Regions from separate parts of the Rattus norvegicus genome. Here region 2 is linked to region 1. Evidence: chromatin contacts called from public Hi-C data. All regions are on one chromosome and are shown on one strand. The core of a region is the stretch at or near the end of the contact, and the rest is flanking DNA. Distances in the headings are between cores, read along the strand shown. Region 1 has its middle 110 kb from the start of Agap1. Region 2 holds the start of Agap1 (ArfGAP with GTPase domain, ankyrin repeat and PH domain 1).

Region 1 (3,819 bases), core at 432-2,931:
GATATAAAGCTTTTTTTAACATTCAAACAAAATATAAGATACTCTGATCTATCCGTACAGCATGAGTACCACCTTAACTTACACTAAAAAAAAAAAAAAAAAACACTGCTCACTGTACACATCTATGAAGAAATATCCAGGCCAATCGAGACATCTAATTAATTAATCTACATTAGCTAAAAAAAATCTACATTAGCCACAAACAAAATAATCCTGAAAGGTCTTGGGCCCCAATCCATAGCTATACTCTATATCAATGTATAGAGTTGGCTGGCCCACAGGGAACTCGCCCAAATTGTGGGGCCATGAGCACCATGTTTTTTGCTTGTTAAGCATAAAAACCACATCCCAGGCTGACACAATGAACAATATCAGTTAGCAAGAAGCAGAACAACAGAAGCCAGAAAGCACGGTTAGTATATGTAAGGACTTTCCCAGCCGCATTCTGAGACCATTGACGTAGCCTCTGTTGCTGCGTTAGCAGTGAACTAGGTCTTTGTTTCTGCTTTGACAGGCCTCCATGTTGGGTTCCAATGTCTGAAGGGGCTTTTATCATGGTGTCAGTTGTGCTAAGGTCTGGAGGTCTACTGAGGTCTGAGGGCCTGTTACAATAACCAAAATTGCTATAAGGGCTCTCTACAGTTTCTCAAATTATCCCAATTTTGGATATTTTTGTTATCTCCTGCATTGATTTGCTTCCTCTCTAACCAGAAGCAATTTTTGGAGAGAAAGGTTTGGTTGGCTTAGATTTCCACATCACTGTCCATCACTGAGGGAAGTCAGAGCAGGAATCTAGAGACAGGAACTAAAGCAGAGGCCATGGAAGAATGCTGTTTATTGGCCAGCTCAGAATGTTTCCTTATAGAACCCAGAACCATCAGCACAGGGGAGGTGCCGCCCACAGTGGGCTGGACCCTCCCACATCAATCATCAGTCAAGAAAATGACCCCACAGACACGCCCACAGGCTGGTGTAGTGAAGGCAGTCCCTCCACTGGGGTTTCCTCTTCCTGGAAAACCTTACTTTGTATCAAGTTAACAAGGGGTAGACAGCACATCTGCTTAGTGCTTAGTGGGGGTGTCTGTGAGCTTTCAGATAAAAACTAGAGTTAACTAATTTACAACAACCAGGCAACAGGTTTACCCTGGGTTGAGCACGTAGGGTGGCTTTCCTGTCTCATCCGGTTTGAAAGGCTACTCTCACTTCTAATTAACATTCCTATTCCTCTTAAACCCCATTCACTGTCCTACTGGATACTGGACTCGGTCCAGTAATCAAAAACCCACTTGGCTTCTAATAAGGGAAGTGAGAAGTGACCCACAAAGTGTGGCGTGTGCGATTGTTTCACAGAGTGGGCATCAACTCCAACAAAGAGATGTTTAATCTCACCTGCCAGACTGGACTGATCAGGAGGGCAGGGAATCTTCAGTGTCAGCAATAAAGCTCAACGTTTCAAGACCTCTCTGGTAGCCTGTCCCGGGACTGTCTGTGTGCTTGGAGGCTTAGCAGCCTTTCTCTTGCTGATCAATGCCAGCCGTCTTTCTAACTGTCGCTGTCCTTGCTGCCTTGCTGTCTGGAGCTGACCATGATCTGTGAATATGGTTTGCACAGGGCACGGGGAGGTACTCTCTCCTTCAAGGGTGTGGACAGTGTTGCTACCCTGTTTCCCCTAGGGTGGCGCTGTTGTGCCATTGAAGCGGGTGGCAAGGCTTTATAGATATTGCTCTGAACCGCTGGAGTCCAGGAAAGGAGTGGTCCCCACAGCTGGGATGGGCTGGAGCCAGCTTGTCTCTGCTCACACAAGCCAGTTACAACACTGATACGAAACACCACCAGAGCTTTTATGAACCAGGTCTTCGGCCATTGGCAGCTAGAAATCAGAAGGAAGAAAACATCTAAGCTACCAGACTCAGTCAGCAAAAGCAAAGCAGTTTAAGAGTGTGGGATTCAAAGCCCTCCCCTGAGGAAGGCAATTCTCAGATCATTGTTGAACGCTTGCCAGTGGAGCTGGATCATCCCCTGGCTACCCAGAGTACCTGAAAAGTTTACCTGATTGTTTTCTTGGGCTGTTGAAGAGGACCTGGTTTCCCAGATAGAAGCCAGGGCTCCGTCAGAAGTTAACTCCTCCAACTGGTACCAGGAAACAGGACTCCTTTCTGCTCCCCTGTCGTTAAACAACATTGCCTAAGAGATGTCTGGGATGGATGGCTGCGTTTTAGTTTTCTTCACTTTCTAGGTTGTTGCTCTGAGGATTGGTACAATGGCCTGGGAGGCAAAGGTATGGCTGAGGTGAGTAGCTAATGGGTCCACTCCATGTTCTACTCCCTGGAGAAGAGGTGCACTTCCGCCGAATGCTTAAATGACATCCAAGATTAATTATGGACAAGATGGTGACAAATACATTAAAGGTGGATTAAACCCTCCTTTTAATATAGTCTTGGACTTAACCTCGCCACAAAGTCCATTCTGTCTCTGACCCCAGCACATGCTTTGTTTCACCTAAAGGCTTTCTGCTAGGAAACCAAAACCTTCAGGGAGCCACAGACGGCCAGGAAGTGGTGTGTAAATACCTGGTGGTGTGTCCGGGCTGTTCTTTCATGTTACCCAGAGTTCCAAGCTGCTGAAGGTCCAGTGTCATTGGCTGAGTGAAACAGAATCTTGACCCTACACAGAGCTCTCTTCCAGAGGCATTGGACTACCATTTCTTTTACTAACGTGTGTTCCTGAGTACTTGATCACTGTATCCTCCAGTTCATAAAGGAGCCAGAACTTCTCAGAGACAGAGATATCAAAGCACGGCTTGTGGGGTCCGTTGGACATCGGAACCCCATGCTGAATGTCGGCCTCAGCATTGAACACACACTTCTATCCAATAAAGATACCTTCAACTCTAAACCCCTTAACCTAATTTTAGACTGAAGACTGAGTAGAGAACCAGTGTCTGGAGGGCTCTGTGAGAGTTTTCAAGTAAGCACCAAGTAGGCTGGTCAGCACAATGAAGGCTTTTATTCTCGCCGTCCAGCTTCGATAGCTCTGAAGACATTTATAGCCCACTGTTTCCTTCTCGATAACCCATTTTAAAGATATCTCATTTCCCCATGGCTGTTCCACTAGGTATCACACAAGTGTGATCTCCTCAAAAATAGCAAAACAAAACTGTTAAAACACATGGCCAATATCATCCTTGTATTGAAAGATTAAAGCATCCCCTTAAGACCGGGAGGGAGCCTAGAGTCCCAGGAGAGGTGGTAAAAATGTTCTAAAACCTGACTATGGTTAGTTATAGCTTTGTGGATATCTAAAAATCACTAAAACATAGACTGTTCATGGATGGACCATACACCATATGGGCTGAATATCAATACAGAGGGCCTGCAAGCTACCCAGAAAGGGAAAGTCCAAACATGAGAGGATTTGTTGATGTCCTTGGATTTAGGGGGTCATTGTGAAAGGAGGCTTTTGGGGACAGAGTAAAAGGAAACAGGTGCCTCATTCTTAAAACCACCAGGGTGGACTTTGTTCCTGGAAGGAACAACTGGAAGGAGAGGTCACAGCCACAAGAGGTTGGCCTTTGGTTTTTCAGAGTCAGAGAACTCAGTCAGCAGCCCCACATCCCTCTGAACCAGTGTGGAGCTAAAAATGGGAGCTGCCTGGGTTTCATTTCCATTTGGAGTCGGAGTCTCACTGTGAGAACCAGACTGGCCTGAACTCCATGGATTAAGTGATCCTCCTGCCTCAGCTTCTCTCAAAACCCCTGAGAAGTTTGAAATACAGCAACTCCCTCTGTACCCTGACTAAGCTATTTTAAGCTACAATCTT
Region 2 (3,819 bases), core at 540-3,039, 110 kb after region 1:
TTAGTTCTCAAACACTAATTCAGAGACTATATAATTAAGCCTTAGCAGAGTGACAGAAAGTGAGCAGATTCTGGCTGGTCCAAAGGCAGAGCTGACGTTCTGGGATCTAAGAGGACACGAGCAGAAAAGACCACACACTGCAGTTTCAGATCAGTGAACAAAGATCTGTACTGCCTGGGACTGGGGTGGGAAGAGGTTCACAGGCATGGGGACGATGTCCGATTTTTATTTTATTTTATTTTATTTTATTTTATTTTATTTTATTTTATTTTATTTTTTTGGTTCTTTTTCTTCGGAGCTGGGGACCGAACCCAGGGTCTTGCGCTTCCTAGGTAAGTGCTCTACTATTTTATTTTTTTAAAGCAGGGTCTCACCTTGAGTCCACAGCAATCCTCTGGTTTCGGTCTCTTGAGCGCTGAGACTACAGGATGTCCAACATGAGAAAAGTTATGTTCAACCCAACAGTTGGATGTGAAGAGGAGGGGGATGTGAAGAAGATAGGTTTGGGACAGAACATTTAGTCTCATCAACTTCTATACGGTATTCAAAGCCATAAGAGAGGCAAATAAAACAGGTCTAAGGACTAGTCCCAGGGTCATCCATATTTAAAGCTTAGGGAAGTACAAAGGAACCCCCAAAGAGATCGAGAAGCCAGATGTGAAGCAGGGGAGGCCCTGGAACTACTTCACAAAGAGTTGGGGTTTCAAGGTGAAGTAGGGACGAATTGCTTACAGTAGGATGAACCCACATGCCAGTATCTCTACTAGCGTCACTCTAAGGGCAAAGTCAGAGGCAAGTCACAGAACAAGTCAGGGCCTCTGTTGTGTTAGGGACAAGGAAGGCGGAACAGTACACCTACCTGACAAATACTGGAACCCGGAAGAGTTCCAAGAGCCAAGAACTAGACTGCCTGGGTCCCTGGGCTGTCCATTAGCTTACATTTGAACCTGGTAGGGCACAGGACATTTGAATGTTTATGAAACACCCCTGCACGGCGAGACAGGGACTCTGCCACAGTGCATTGATCTAGGACCTTTAAGGCCTCGGACTCACCCTGAATTCTTGGAAATTTACAACCTAATTCACTCGGAGACGTTGGGATGACCTCTCAGCTGCAGTGCGGTCCAGCTTCATGAGCTCCTGGACTGAGCTAAAGTAGGGTAGTGTTGAGCGCTCGGAGGGCTGTGGCTTGGAGGCTACAACTCAGTTGTGCAACCTTTTCGTGGAGAAGCCTAGAAGACCCCGTGGAATCCCGTCCCACCTACCATCCCCGCCTCAAGTTCAGTTTCTTGATCAGGACCCCGTGTATCCCATGGGAAGGGAAGTAACTCGCCTGCTGGGTTCAGAAAAGGAGGCAGAAAGTTGTCAGGCGGGGGAGGGGACCCTGCGTGTCGCAGAGGTTCCTTAAGCGCTCTGCTGGCAAACAAACAAAAGCGCGGGGCGGGCGGGCTCGCGCGCCACCTTGTCCGTACGGAGGCGCTGGGGCTGGCACGGGGCAGTGGGGATAACAGAGAGGGCCCAGGGCTCTCAGCACTCAGATCAGCAGGCTTTAGGGGCGTCCGGGCATCCCGCGGGGCCCGCCCAGTGCGCTGCGACGCGAGCGCAGAGCGCACCCCACGCGCGCGGGCCGGTCGGCGCGATGGACTACAAGTCCCAGCAAGCCCAGAGGCAGCGCGGGGCGGGGTCTGGCGCAATTCCCCGGGATCCGGCGCGCTGGGAAGCGCCGCGGAGGACGCAGCGGCGGCCGGAGGGCGGCGAGCGCGGGCGGGGGCGGGGCCGACGTGGGCCAGAGCCCTGCGTGCCAGGGAGGGGGCTGGCCGGGCAGCGGCGGGCGGCGCTCGGAGCGGTCTCCGCGGCTGGCAAGGCGCCCACAGCTCGGTCTCGGCTCGGCGGACGGCGCAAGGCAGCTGAGGGCCCCGGAGCGCGCGGTAGCACAGCGCTCACAAGCGCGCGGACCCAGCCGCAGCCGTGCGCCCCGGAGCAGAGCGGCCACTGCCCGGGGGCCTCGGCCCCGGCACTCGCAGCGCGGCGCTGCCTGCGCTTTAATGGCTGCTCGGCCGGCCGGCGCGTAGGGGTGCAGGCGGCTGCGGCGCGGGAAGGCGCCCGAGCAAGCCTCCTCCGCGGCCGGCCGCGCTCCATGGCGCCGCGGTCTCCCCGGACGGCCCGCTGACCCGGGACGCTGGTCCCTGGCATGAACTGAATCCCTCTACTGCTTCATCCTCGGCTTTCTTTTTTGCGCCTCCTCGGCTCCGTGCTCTCCGGGGGCTGCGGCGCCCCGGGTCTCGGTAGCCCGCGGGGCTCCGGGGCGCGGGGCGGCGGCGACGGGGGGCGCGCGGCTTTGGGCGCCGCGCCTGCACCATGAACTACCAGCAGCAGCTGGCCAACTCGGCTGCCATCCGGGCCGAGATCCAGCGCTTCGAGTCGGTTCACCCCAACATCTACTCCATCTACGAGCTGCTGGAGCGCGTGGAGGAGCCGGTGCTGCAGAACCAGATTCGGGAGCACGTCATCGCCATCGAAGGTGAGGGCCAGACCGCCCGGGGCTTCTGGAAAGCGCGGGGGAGCGGGCGCCCCTGGCGCGGCGGGGTGTGTGCGCGCTTGTGTGTTTGCGTGTATACACACGCGGCTGCCCGGCGGAGAGAGCACTGCGGTGCCTCTTGTCCCGCAAGGCCGGCCAGTCTGCCAGGGAAGATGGATTATCGGCGTTCATTTGATAATGGACAATGGAGTCTCTCCTGTGAGAAAGTGGCACGGTGCCGCCAGGTCCTGGGCCTCCCGCATGTCCCGTCCGGGCCCAGCAGACGCCTGGGGGCAGCTGCTTGGGATGGCGCCACAGGATCCATGACAGGTTATCAGGCCTGGCCTGAGCGTCTTCCATGGACGTTGAAGATGTGTTTTGAGAAGCGCTGCTGCTGGGGGTGCTGTTCTGGCCAGCTTATTCAGTTGCTTCACGGCTGTCTTTTTTTCCCAGTTCGCGGATACAGGGGAGGCATTTGGATTTGGCGCATGTAGGAAGCCAATGGGACCGAGGCAGCATCATGTCCCAGTGCTGCTGATCAGGCTGGCCTTGTACAAACGCTGGGCGTTTTGCATTAAAGTCAAAGTATAACCTTTTTAGGGAGGCAGGACACCTTGATATTCTCTTGCTGAAGGGGGCACTTTAATACACCTGCCACTTGGGAGCTACCCAAGAGGAGGAAAAGTGAATGATCCTGCTGTCTTTAAGCCTGTGTTTGCCTGGAACACTGTTCTAACCCCTCAGTGTCAGCCAGGGCAGTATCGCTGCAGGGGAGGATGGAGCTGGCAGCTTTGCCCTGGCCTGTGTTCTCTTTGGACTACCAATGGCTCACGTTTCTCCCCTACTAGGTCCCTGAACTGTTTCCTTGGATTGTTTCTCTGGGCCTGCCATCATTTACCTGGGGGAGCAGGTGGCATCTAAGTGGGCAGTGTGTCATAGTTCAGCCAGTAGATTAGCAGCCTGTCCTCTTGAGTTGCTGTTGGCCAGTGACAGTAGAAGGCCTGCAGGTGGCTTGTCCTAGTATAATACTGTGCCTGCCAAAGGCTGGTGAGGCCTCTATTGAGGACCACAGGAGCTCTCCAAGTCCAGCAGGAGTGTGTTCAGAAGCAGGTGCAGGTACGTCCTGGGCTCCTCCCCCTGCTGTGAGACGCCTCTGCCCCCAGGAAAGCTTGGCTCCTCTGCCTTCTGAACTTCTAACCCTGAAGTGTTTGGGTTTAAAACTTGGCTGCTGGGATGGAGATGGTGGAGGCTCTGTTGCTGATCCTCTTGGCATTTGGCAGCCTCGTGTACTTGAACCACAT

What was found. Hi-C and Micro-C count contacts between places; a contact is called where the count stands out from the background.
Region 2: a Hi-C map of kidney shows a contact between it and region 1, with 2.2 times the contacts expected there. The contact joins the promoter of Agap1 here to the enhancer-like site in region 1. A contact is called at or near these places in 3 of 12 Hi-C or Micro-C datasets (Schwann cells, kidney and mammary epithelial cells) and 1 of 1 datasets of contacts at active chromatin or transcription factors (oligodendrocytes).

Annotation. Positions count from the first base shown.
Region 1 is chr9:97,373,785-97,377,603 of GRCr8, forward strand. No RefSeq gene overlaps it. Among named protein-coding and RNA genes, the nearest start is that of Agap1, 110 kb to the right of the region's middle. Within about 2 kb of position 1,682, at least 21 of the 93 cell types and tissues checked have an H3K27ac peak or open chromatin away from gene starts, as enhancers often do. A contact at or near this core is called in kidney, where this site is marked.
Region 2 is chr9:97,485,617-97,489,435 of GRCr8, forward strand. Agap1 (ArfGAP with GTPase domain, ankyrin repeat and PH domain 1) reads left to right here and starts at 1,790. Exons shown (of 18, transcript NM_001401593.1): 1 at 1,790-2,521. The coding sequence starts at 2,359.